2 separate regions of the Sus scrofa genome follow, and region 1 is linked to region 2. A link is a contact called in public Hi-C data. All regions are on one chromosome and are shown on one strand. Each heading gives the region's core, a stretch centred on a gene start, on an enhancer-like site or on the middle of the called end of the contact. The rest is flanking DNA. Distances are from core to core; before and after follow the strand shown. Region 1 has its middle 44 kb from the start of RYBP. Region 2 holds the start of RYBP (RING1 and YY1-binding protein).

Evidence for each region. Hi-C and Micro-C count contacts between places; a contact is called where the count stands out from the background.
Region 1: a contact with region 2 is called in a Hi-C map of liver, with 7 times the contacts expected there. The contact joins the enhancer-like site here to the promoter of RYBP in region 2. A contact is called at or near these places in 2 of 5 promoter capture datasets (fetal liver and liver) and 7 of 47 Hi-C or Micro-C datasets (adipocytes, embryonic fibroblasts, fibroblasts and 2 more).

The regions. Positions count from the first base shown.
Region 1 is chr13:53,850,865-53,856,356 of Sscrofa11.1, forward strand. No RefSeq gene overlaps it. Among named protein-coding and RNA genes, the nearest start is that of RYBP, 44 kb to the left of the region's middle. Within about 2 kb of position 3,952, at least 3 of the 83 cell types and tissues checked have an H3K27ac peak or open chromatin away from gene starts, as enhancers often do. A contact at or near this core is called in liver, where this site is marked.
Region 2 is chr13:53,807,104-53,812,833 of Sscrofa11.1, forward strand. It overlaps RYBP (RING1 and YY1-binding protein), which reads right to left and starts at 2,595. Exons shown (of 5, transcript XM_021069217.1): 1 at 2,366-2,595; 2 at 1,485-1,610. The coding sequence starts at 2,397.

The DNA.
Region 1 (5,492 bases), core at 2,702-5,201, 45 kb after region 2:
AGAAGATGCAAAAAGTAATAACAGTGAAATAAATAAGCAGATGGGTTTGTGAAGTAGCCCCAGCCACATGTCCCCACCTTTCCAGGACCTTCTAGTCAACACTGACGGCTAAGGTTCTGCCAGCACTTATTTTGGTGGCCGTACTCTTCCAAGTGCTTTACTGTATCATAATCTCACATGATAACTTACAGTCACTCTAAACCAGTGCTTTTCAAGCAGGGATTTACTTTGCTCTCCTCACCCCAGGGGATAATCAACAATATCTGGAGACAGTTTTGTTGCCACAAGTGTGGGGAGGGAAGGGTAGTGACTACTCTAATAGGAAGAGGCCAGGGTTGCTGCCAAACAACCTACGATGCTTAAGGCAGCCACTGTAGCAAAGAGTTTCTGGCCCAAAATGACAAAAAATTGTGCTTAGGTTGAAAAAAGCTGCTCTAAGAGATAAGGATTAGCTTCCACCCCATTTTACAGAAGAGGAAACAGAAGTGCAGAGAGGTATTATGATCAAATATAATCAGCAAAAATGAGTGCAAACAAGAGATGGAGAAAAAGTCTGCCAATATTTGAAACTAGCTAAGAGTAATAAAAGGAACACAGAAATTGTTAGCTTTGTGCCTGCCCTGTACTTTTCCATGTTGGGATAACATGAATCTGTGGTTCCTACTGAACTAACACATTGGAATAACTCCTGTGTGCCTGTGCTGCCTGAGACCGCACAGCGAGGGCAGTGACACTGCTTTCCAAACTCATCACCTGCGTCCCCTATTTGTTATCACTCTGTTTTCCAATCTCACAGCCGCCCTTCTCATTCTTTTCTCAATTTGCAGCCCGTGCTTCCACTTCGTTAGGTCCATTTGTGAGAGCTCGATCTGGTGGTGATGGAGGGAGGCATCCACCTCCAGACCTAAGACTTTTTCACTTTATTTTATTTTTTTGTCTTTTTGCCTTTTCTAGGGCCACTCCCACAGCATATGGAGGTTCCCAGGCTAGGGGTCTAATCGGAGCCCTAGCCGCTAGCCTACACCACAGCCAGCCACAGCAACACGGGATCCAAGCCACATCTGTGATCTACACCACAGCTCACAACAACACTGGATCCTTCACCCACTGAGTAAGGCCAGGGATTGAACCTGAAACCTCATGGTTCCTAGTTGGATTTGTTAACCACTGAGCCACGAGGGGAATTCTGGGACTTTTTCACTTTAGACAGACAGCCTGCTCTATGAGCCCTGGGGCGGGGGTAGGGGGGAGAAGGGAAGGGCAGGGGGGGCCAGCTGCCTGCAGTCTTTCCTCAAAACCTTCTCAGAGTCATCACAAATGTTAGCTAATGGCTCTATGAGGAATGAGGCCAGAAGGAATTAAAAAGAGGCTAAGGGAGTTCCCACTGTGTCACAGCGGGTTAAGGACTTGGTATTGCTGGCATTGTCTCTGTGACGGCAGAGTTCAATCCCTGGCCTGGCACAGGGGGTTAAGTGTCTGCCGTTGGCACGGCTATGGTGTGTAGGTTGCAGCTGGGGCTTGGATTCAATCCCTGGCCCAGGAACATCCATATGCTCTAGGTGTGGGGAAGAAAAGAAAAGACAAGAAAAAGACTAAGACTCGTTCACATGGATGAGCATGAAAAAAACGCTTAGGGTTTTTGGAGTGAAACAGCCAAGAATAGAAATGAACATATATTAAAGACTACTTTTCTACTTTTTTTTTTTGGCTGTGTCTGGGACATGCAGAAATTCTGTGGGGCCAGGGATCCATCTCACACCACAGCTGTGACCTGAGCCACAGCAGTGACAACACTGGTTCCTTAACCCAATGTGCCACCAAGGGAACTCCCAGATATTGACTTTTTAAAAACTGTACTTTTGCATGTTCCATTTTCTAAATGAACAATTGTATCAGAAACATTTTAATAAGACTGTTTTTTTCCAAAAATCCCACATGAGGAGTGAAATGAGTGAGGTCCACAAAGGCATGAACAAAAATATTCTGAGCAGCCTTTTCATATGTGAGAACTAAAACAATACAAATGAAGGGTAGAAGGACTAAATATACTGAGGCTTTTTGTTTTTGTTTTCGTTTTTTTTGTCTTTTTAGGGCTGTAGCCACAGCATATGGAGATTCCCACATTAGGGGTCGAATATTGGAGCCGTAGCCGCCAGCCCACACCAGAGCCACAGCAACGCCAGATCCTCAATCCACTGAGCAAGGCCAGGGATCGAACTAGCATCCTCATGAATACTAGTCAGGTTCATTAACCACTGAGCCATGATGGGAATTCCATACTAAGTGTATTTTGCTGCAAGAGAATACGATAGAGCAAGGAAAGAAGAGCAGACTTCTACTCTGTCTCTGACACCACAGGGATGAGGTGTCAGAGACAGAATGTTAAGCAAAGGAAACTGGACAGAGCAACAAAACTACATGCTATAGTTGTTTATAGTTGTTTATTGCTCAAGAACTGGCAAACCTCATCTGTGGGCAAGAGTATTGACTGTGAAGATGACAAGAGAGCCTTGAGGGTGGGTAGGGGTGGGGTGGCTCCCTCCTCTTCCTCACCTCCCCGGGTCTGGCCCCTTATTTGCACAAACCAGCAACAAAACCAAAGCCCTGGAGGTAATAGAAATCTGCTCCTGTGGTAAGCAGTCTAACCAAAGGTATTGGGTCTCAAGGGTGCTGCTACCTTGAGGTCTCACCCACTGATGCCACACCCCTGCATCCCGACCCACCACCAGAGCAGGTCCCATCCTTATCCTTGGGTCAGGGATCCTGTATATTTTAGTTTCCCCCTTGACACTGTTTTCTTGCTGCTGCCCACCTCTAGAGCTGTGCCAGAAGACTTACCACCCCAGGGAAGGAGAAAGATCTTTTCGAATAAATAGGCCTTGATCAGCACTGGTCTCTAAGCTGATGTTCTTGATCTGTGTGGGGACAATGGCCTTGAAAGCAAGGATCTTTTAGAGGACAGGTATTTCTCAACTACTTGGTTCCTTTCCCCCCCCCCATTTTATAGCCACACTTGTGGTAAATGGAAGTGCCCAGGCTAAGGATGGAATCCAAGCTGCAGCTACCGGCCTACATGACAGCCACAGCATCTTGGGATCTGAGCTGCACCTGTGTGTAGCAATGCCAAATCCTTAACCCACTGAGCAAGGCCAGGGATCAAACTCGCATCCTCATGGAAACTATGTTGGGTTCTTAACCTGCTGAGCCACAATAGGAACTCCTAGTTCCTTTCTCACTAAGTCAAGTTTAGGGCTCTATATAGGGCTTTGCAGCTACTGTGCCTCTGCAGGCCCCAAGAGACTTGGTCCCATCTGCTCTCAGAACAGCCTGGCAGGATCTGGGCAGCTAGGTACCCCACTAATCCTCTAGAGCCATCCCCAGGGATTCCAGATCCCCTCCAAGATCACACACACACACACAATTTTCTGTGTGATGTGTGGTACCACAGGGAAAAGGTGGAGAGGTATGGCTTTTAATCACTGAGTTTTGTTATTCCCAGTAATGCCCCAAGCCTGTTTAGGCTATCCTGGGAGGGTGGTGGGAAGGAAGGGGAGCTTGCAGACTATTGATAAAGTCAAATGTCTCTAGGGAGAGGAGATTTAGAAACACCCAGAAAATGATGGGGAAAATGTAAGACTACCCAGGGTAAGTGGATCACATCCAGGGCACAGGGCAAGGAAGTCTTGCCAGCCCCTGGGGGTGGGGATCTGCTTCTAGCTTAAAGCCATGTGTCTCTGGGGCCAGAAGCAATGGTGTACAGGTGGTTATCTAGAGGATTGTATAGGAAGGAAGATGCTTGGACCCTCTGTGGCCTGTACCAGTAATATAGGAGATCTAGAATCTTCCGTGGGCCTCATATGGGATCAGGGAGGTGCCAAAAGAGCTTGGAACCAGCTCTAGCCTGTGAGCAGGACCAACAAGCCACCACAAGCAAAGCATGCCAAGCCAAGAGCCAATAACCTGGACCCTGGGCACTGGCCAAGTTCTGTCCTGGCTCATGGAATGCCTTTGTGCAAACTGGAAAGAGTTTCATTCTTCTGACACACACAGCCCCACCTGCTCATGGCTCTCCTAGGAAAGCCCTGGCCAGATTTCAGCCCTTCTGTGGGTGCACTTGTGTAAGGCTTAACCCCCATACCCATGAGAGATGGCTCCAGTACTAGAACATTGCTCCAAAGGTGGGAAAATAGTCCCTTCATGGCCTCTTAGTGCAGGTAGCACTTCAGACCAATCATTCTTGAAAGGATCTTCTCCCACTTTCTACTGGTCCCTCAGATGCCCATGTTTTCACCTTAAGTGATGAGGGGGGATTTGGCAATGATGGGGATGGGGAGATGGGGCTTGGAACTCTGGCTGCACTCCCCCCTCTGCTCAGACATGTCACCACTGAGCAATCTCGGAGACTGTTTTTGTTTTTGTTTTTGTTTTAATTTGTTTTCTTTTTTGGCCACCTCACAGCTCATGGAGTTCCCAGGCCAGGGATCAGATCCAAACCATAGCTGTGACCTAAGCTGAAGCTTCAGCAACACTGGATCCTTAACCCACTGTGCCAGGCTGGGGATCAAAACTGCATCCTAGTGCTCCCTGGACACCACTGATCCCATTGCGCCACAGTGAGAACTGCTCAGAGACTGTTTAAATTACCAGTCTGGAAACCAGCTATAATGGAAAAAAATAAAAATCATTATAAAATAAATAAATAAATTACCAGCCTGGCATAAAATCATATTTTCCCTCTTGACGCTTTAGCTGGGTGGAGATGTGCAAGGAAAAATATCTATTATAGCAAAATAAAGAAGCTACTCTTTTTTTTTTTTTTTTTTTTTTTTTTTTGGTACATCCAAGCATTAGGCAAGTAAAACTGCAAGTCTCCTAAACAATTTTTTCTCTCTTATTACATTTTCAGAGAGGTGTTGGCACCTCTTAGGGGTGGGGTAACTGAATGATATCTTTTTACCTAAAACCATCCTGGATTTTACTGATTCCCAGGATCATTACTAATAGCACCACTTTTCTTTCCTTCCTTCCTTCCTTCCTTCCTTCCTTCCTTCCTTCCTTCCTTCCTTCCTTCCTTCCTTCCTTTCTTTCTTTTTGCCAAACCTGCAGCATATGGAAGTTCCCAGGTTAGGGGTTGAATTGGAGCTGCAGCTGCCAGCCTACACCACAGCCACAGCCACACAGGATCCCAGCCGCATCTGTGACCTACACGGCACATCACAGCAATGCCAGATCCCTGACCCACTGAGTGAGGCCAGGGATCAAACCCACAGCCTCATAAATATTCGTCGGTTTCACACTGCGCCACAACAGGAACTCCCCTCTTTTCTTTTCTTCTTTGGCTGCTCCTGTGGACGTGGAAGTTCCCAGGCCAGGAATTTAACCCAGGCCACAGCATCGACCCAAGCCACTGCAGTGACACCATTGGATCCTTAACCCACTGCACCATGGGAGACCTCCAATAGCACCCCTTTTCACTCTCAGAAGTGTCTGGT
Region 2 (5,730 bases), core at 1,345-3,844:
CTACATAAAGCAGATAACCAACCAGGATCTACTGCATAACATAGGGAACTACTCAATATTTTCTAATAACCTATAAGGGAAAAGAATCTAAAAAAGTGTGTGTGTGTGCGCATCACTTTGCTTAACACCTGAAACTAATACAACATTGTCAATCAAAGATACTTCAATTAAAACAACCAACCAACCTATAGGGAAATATTTTTACTTCTTAAGTATTTTTATTCAAAGGTCTCATTATTAGTTAGTGGAATTCACAGAACTGTTCCTCCAGTAATTGGGCCAATTCATCCCACAGCTGCCTCATAGGTCGCAAATGTGGCTTGGTTATATTCTTCAGATTGCCCAATATCTTATTTATTCCCAAATATAAATAAAGCAATGAAACTCTAACAGGACACATTAGTCAAAGAACAATGTCCAGTTAAAACTGTGGAGGTACTACTACTGCACGGTCACGCTGGACCACCACCAATTCAAAAACAAATACCTGATGAGATTTTTGGCAATCAACTTTAAAGATGCACCAGGAACTCATTGATTCTGTTTTGCCTTCCCTCTCTCTCTCTCACTCACACACCCCAATTCCTGCCCATTCAATGACATAAACAGTAGTTTAAATTCAAACACTAAAATCACAGAAACAAATACCGGATGACCAGAAGACTACAAAATCAGCTTTGACATTTCATTCAAGTATATTTAAATGTTAAATCTGCAGTAGTTCAACTCGTTTTGATACCATGCGGTTTACTACCTTCACCAAAATAAAAAGGAATTCCTTCAACATTCTTTTCATTTAATAAGGCTTTAAAAACAAACTTCAATGTAATCACAGTATTTATTTCACATTTTACAAAAACCGTCTTCCATCACCACTCCTCAGGAGCTAATCAGAAAAAAACACACAAACTGACAGTTCAGTCTTCCAAAAAACGCTTTCTTTATCTAACCCCAGCATTTATTTTCAAGTGCAAGGAAAAAAAGACATTTGCAGTTCAAGACAGTAAAAACACAACCACCACGTTGTACACCATGTTACCGTACAAGCACCACCAAATTTCTTAGAGAAAAATAATTCAGGACAGACCAATTAAAAACATTCTGAACACGGCAAAAGTAAAAGATCTAATGTCCTACAATCCATAGCAAAGGTACAGCTGCTTCTCTTTTGGAGCCAATACCAAAAGCCAATGGATACAAGTGTCAAATAAATACAGCGTCTGTTTGAAATAAGACGAAACCTGGAAAAACTCCCTTCCATAAATCATTCTGTGAACACGAGGCTTTGCACCCAACATGAAATACACACAACCAAAATCACACATCAACTACTCCCCCCGCACCCCCCCAAAAAATGTAGAAAAAGCCGTAATCAACAAGTTGGAAAGAAGGCAAAAAGTAGAGCTCACAACCCTCTCCCCAACATTAAAAAAAAAAAAAAAAAAAAAAAAGTCTTATAACAAAAGGTAACACATCTCAAATACCTGGTGGAGGTGCCTTTCCTCACATCGCAGATGCTGCATTTAAAGGCTTCGGCGCTGTTTCTGAAGGTGCAGACGCTACAATCCCAAAAGCCTTCGTCTGCGGCAGGTTTTGCTTGTCTTTTTGGCCTTCGGAGGAGTGAGGGAAAGGGGAGGGAAGAGTCAGGGAGCAGGAAAAAAGGGGAGACAGCAAAACACAGGCGCTGGTGAGCCGTCGTAATTTCGCAGGAATCCAGCGCTGGAAACTTCGCTCGGACGACCACCCACCCACTCTTTTCGGGGCCGAGGAGGAACCGGGGAAAGGGACGGGGCGCCCCCAACGGCACCCTGCAGCCTCTGGGCCCGGGCCGTGCAGCCTCGCACAGTAGGCGGCGGCGGCGCCCGGGAAGGGCCGCGGCGGGCGCAGGAAGCGGGCGGACTTGTGGACTTGAGCGTGGGGCTGGGGGGGCCGGGAGGGGAGCCGCGGGCCGGATCTGGAGGGGGCGCGCAGGGGCAGCCCGAGGCCGCCGGCGGGGAGTGGGCCGGCTCCTTCCCTCTCCCCTCCCATGCTCGCGCCCTCCCTCCCTCCCCACCTGGTTAAATCTCCCTTTGTCTGGGAGGAGTGGCGGCGGCGGCGGCGGCGGCGGCGGCGGAGGGCGGCTAAGGAGGAGCCGCCATGGCTGCGGCGCGCACGGCCGCCGGCCCCGAGCGGGAGCGACACCGCCTCCCGCCGCCGCCGCCGCCGCCACCGCCACCGCCCGCCGCCGCCGCCTCCCTCCGCCCCCGGATCTCCATCTTAGCAGCGCCTCCCCCCGCCCCGGGTGGCTCCGGGGCCTAGTCGTCGCCGGCCCCCGCCCGCCCCCAGCCCTCCCTCCCCTTCCGCCCCCTCAGCTCGGAGCAGGTACCTGGTCGGGCTCTTCTTGTCGCCCATGGTCATGGATGGGCTGTACCCCCGCCCCCCCCAAAGCAGAAACCGGCGCCGCTCGGAGGAGAAACGCCGTCCGGGGAGTCGTCGCGGACCGGCCCCCCTCCCTCCCCCGCGCCCGCCCGCCCTCAGCCGCTGGGGCTCTAGCTCCGGCCGCCGCCGCCGCCGCCGCCGCCGCCGCTGCCAGTCTCCGGACGAGACTAGTCCCCGCCAGCGCCGCCTCCGCCGAGTGACTGACGAGGGGCGGGGCCGGGCGCCGCGCGTCACCCGCTGGGCGGCCAATGGGAAATCTGCGGCGGGCGCCGCGAGGGCGGGGGCGGGGCGCGGGGGAGGGCGGGGCGTGGCGGACGTGGGCCGGGCCGTCGGTGTGCGTGCCCGGGAGTGTGTGCGCGCTGGGGGCGCGTGCCTGCCGGTGGCCCCGCCGGAGCGTGCGAGCCTGGCGGGGCGCACGTGGCCGCGCTCGGGAGCCGGCGCCGGACTTCGGGCCCCGCGCCGCCGCCCCGTGGTAGTGTCGTGGATACCTCGACCCCGTAGCCACCACGAGGAAGTAACTGCGCGCAATTTGCGCGCGCCGCTGGGGTTTGTAACAGCCGCGACGCTAGGAATACCTCGAGGCTTGCAATGCCCTGGGAGCTGGCAGGGCCTCTTTTCCCCACGCCCTTCTACTTCTCTACCACGCGGTGCTTTGTATTTCCCTCCAAGTCCCTGCCGCTAGCCAATGCACCGTCCAGAAGCCCCTTCCCAGGCTCCTGACACAGGAGAGAACTGTGCAGAAAGGGTGTGGCACAACTAAATGTCCCCCTGATACCCGACACTCAGCTTCTGCTTGAGCCCCCCATAGCCTAAATAGGGCGTTTCCCTAGGGAAATTGCTGTTCAAATCCCGGCGGCTACATGCCGGCAGTTTAAACCTTATGCCTCAGCGCCTTCATTTCCAAAATGAGTCTGGTAATCATCCTCCTCGGCTTGTTTGGAGAACTCAGAGACGAAATGCAGGAAGAGCAAGCAGGTTAATGCCCCACACTTAGGAAGGATCAATACAGAGTACTGGGTTGAGAACTCTTACAACTGGGCCTGGGTTGTGCACCATTTCCCCTGCTTTAGAAGCTTCTTGGAGTCGAACAAGTAGTACCCTTTGCTTTCCACCGGGCTCCAAGAATGCTTGCTAGATTGGCTTGACTGTGACTCAGTCCCCTCTGCCCTTAGGCAATGGGGCGGGGGGGGGGGGGGGGGGATCGTGGTAGGGGGAGGACCACAGATAATAAGACAAAAGGCTGGGCTGGGTTGGTCCTGGGTGGGGGGAGGGACAGGGTCAACGGATGCTGCTAGAAGTTGGGGGTGGGGATAGGGGAGTGGCGGGAAGATAATATGGGCCCTTAGTTTCCACTGAGAACCCCCATCCCCAGTTTATATGCAAACATAAAATGAGTTATTATCAAAACTGCCCCATAAAAGGGAAGCATTCCAGGTCAGGAGACCAGGGAGGCTCACGGAGACTGAATGCCCAGGGAGCAAGAAGTCCTAGGATCTGCCCAGGGATCAGAAGGGAGTGAATAAAAGAGGGAGGGATTGTGTCAATGATAAGCTTGATCAGCACACGCTGTTCTTTCTAGGCAGGCACACCCTGGAGGGCCAGCTGGGACAATACTGTTCAGCCATGGTCAGCAAACTCCCAAACTTCAGGGAGGAAAGGAGGAAGAGGAGGAGGAAGGTGTGGGGCTGAGGGCCAAAGAGGCCAGAGAAAGGCAAGGGGCATGCACACTAGCCATGGCCCAGTGCCTGCAGCCTTGGCCTCTAGTGTCTGCCTGGCATGCTCCCAGAACTCTGCCCCTAGTGTGAAGGTACTGAGAGAAAAGGGGCATTAAGAAATCCCAGCTGGAGGAGTAACCTCTGGGGAAGGAAACTGGGTAGCTGGGAGCTACAGGTAGTGGCTTGATTATTTATCTAGAGTGAAATGCACTCTAATTGTTTTGTAGCTCCATGAATTTTTATGTGTATCTGCTACATACACCTTTGCATGCACCATCCAAATCAAGATATAGAATATTTTCATTTTCCCTGCAGATTAGCTTTGCCTGAACGCATGGGTCATATGGTATGTACTGTAGTATCTGGACAGCACCTTTTGTTCAACATAATATTTGTGATACTCATCCAGAGTGTTGCCTATACCAGTAATTCATTTTTGTTAGCTTAAATGTGTAGATTTCCATTCCAAATTCATTGTCATTTGGTTATCCTTAGGAGACTGACTTTTTTAGTATATAGAGTGTGTGTGTGTGTCTTTGACTTGTTTTACCTTTTCAAAAAAAAGAAAAAGTGGTGTTCTCATTGTGGCTCAGCATGTTAAGAACCCAACATGGTGTCTGTGAGGATTCAGGTTCAGTCTCTGGCCTCACTCAGTGGGTTAAGGATCTGATGTGGCTGCAAAGCTGCGACTTAGGTAAAAGATACAGCTCAGGTCTAGTGTGGCTGTGTCTGTGGCTGTGGTGTAGGCCTGAAGCTGTGGCTCTGTTTTGACCCATAGCCTGGGAATTTCATATGCCCCAGGTGTGACGGTAAAAAAAAAGAAGAAAAGAAAAAGTTTAAAAACTGGTTTTAAGGAGTTCCCTGGTGTCTTAGAGGGTTAAGGGCCTGGTCACTGTTGCAGCACAGGTTCAGTCTCTGGCCTGGGAACTCCCACATGCTACAGGCATGGCAAAAAAAAAAAAAGTGGTTTTAAGAAAAAAGTTCCAGAACAGAGAACTACTTTCTAGGGACATATCAGACCCGTACATCACCCTGTGGTTGTAACTGTAGAAGCTCTATGTTCATTCACATGTGGGAGGTAAATATCTACTGAAAGTCTCCTTGTAGTTACAGGAGCCAGAGAAAATTGCTTCTGGAGCAGTGTGCTGAAGAACAGCATAGCTCTAGGCAAAGCCTCAGACTCTGATTCTAGAAGCAGTGGTTTCAGGTTGAGCTGAGTGGGAAACAAATGCTAGCTTGAAACAGTGTGGAGTGAAAGGATGAGTGGGAGTTGACAGAGAGCCACTCTCAGGCTCCTCTGTTTCTTATCTTGGACTTTGAATTCATGTTTCATTGAAAGGAAACTTTCCTTTTTACTTTACTGCTTTAAAAACTATTAGAAACCCATGGTTTTAGAATAGAGGCTGATTAGAAGCACTCACCAAGAAATGTCTAATGCAAATGATGACAGATACCATGGGGCACATTAAAAGACCTTTAACATTTTGCCTCCTTTCCTGGCATTCACTCCACTTCAGTTACACAGGCTTCCCAGCTGTTCCGGGAACAAATCATGCTTCCTACCCCAGGGCCTTTGCACTTGCTCTTCCATGTGCTT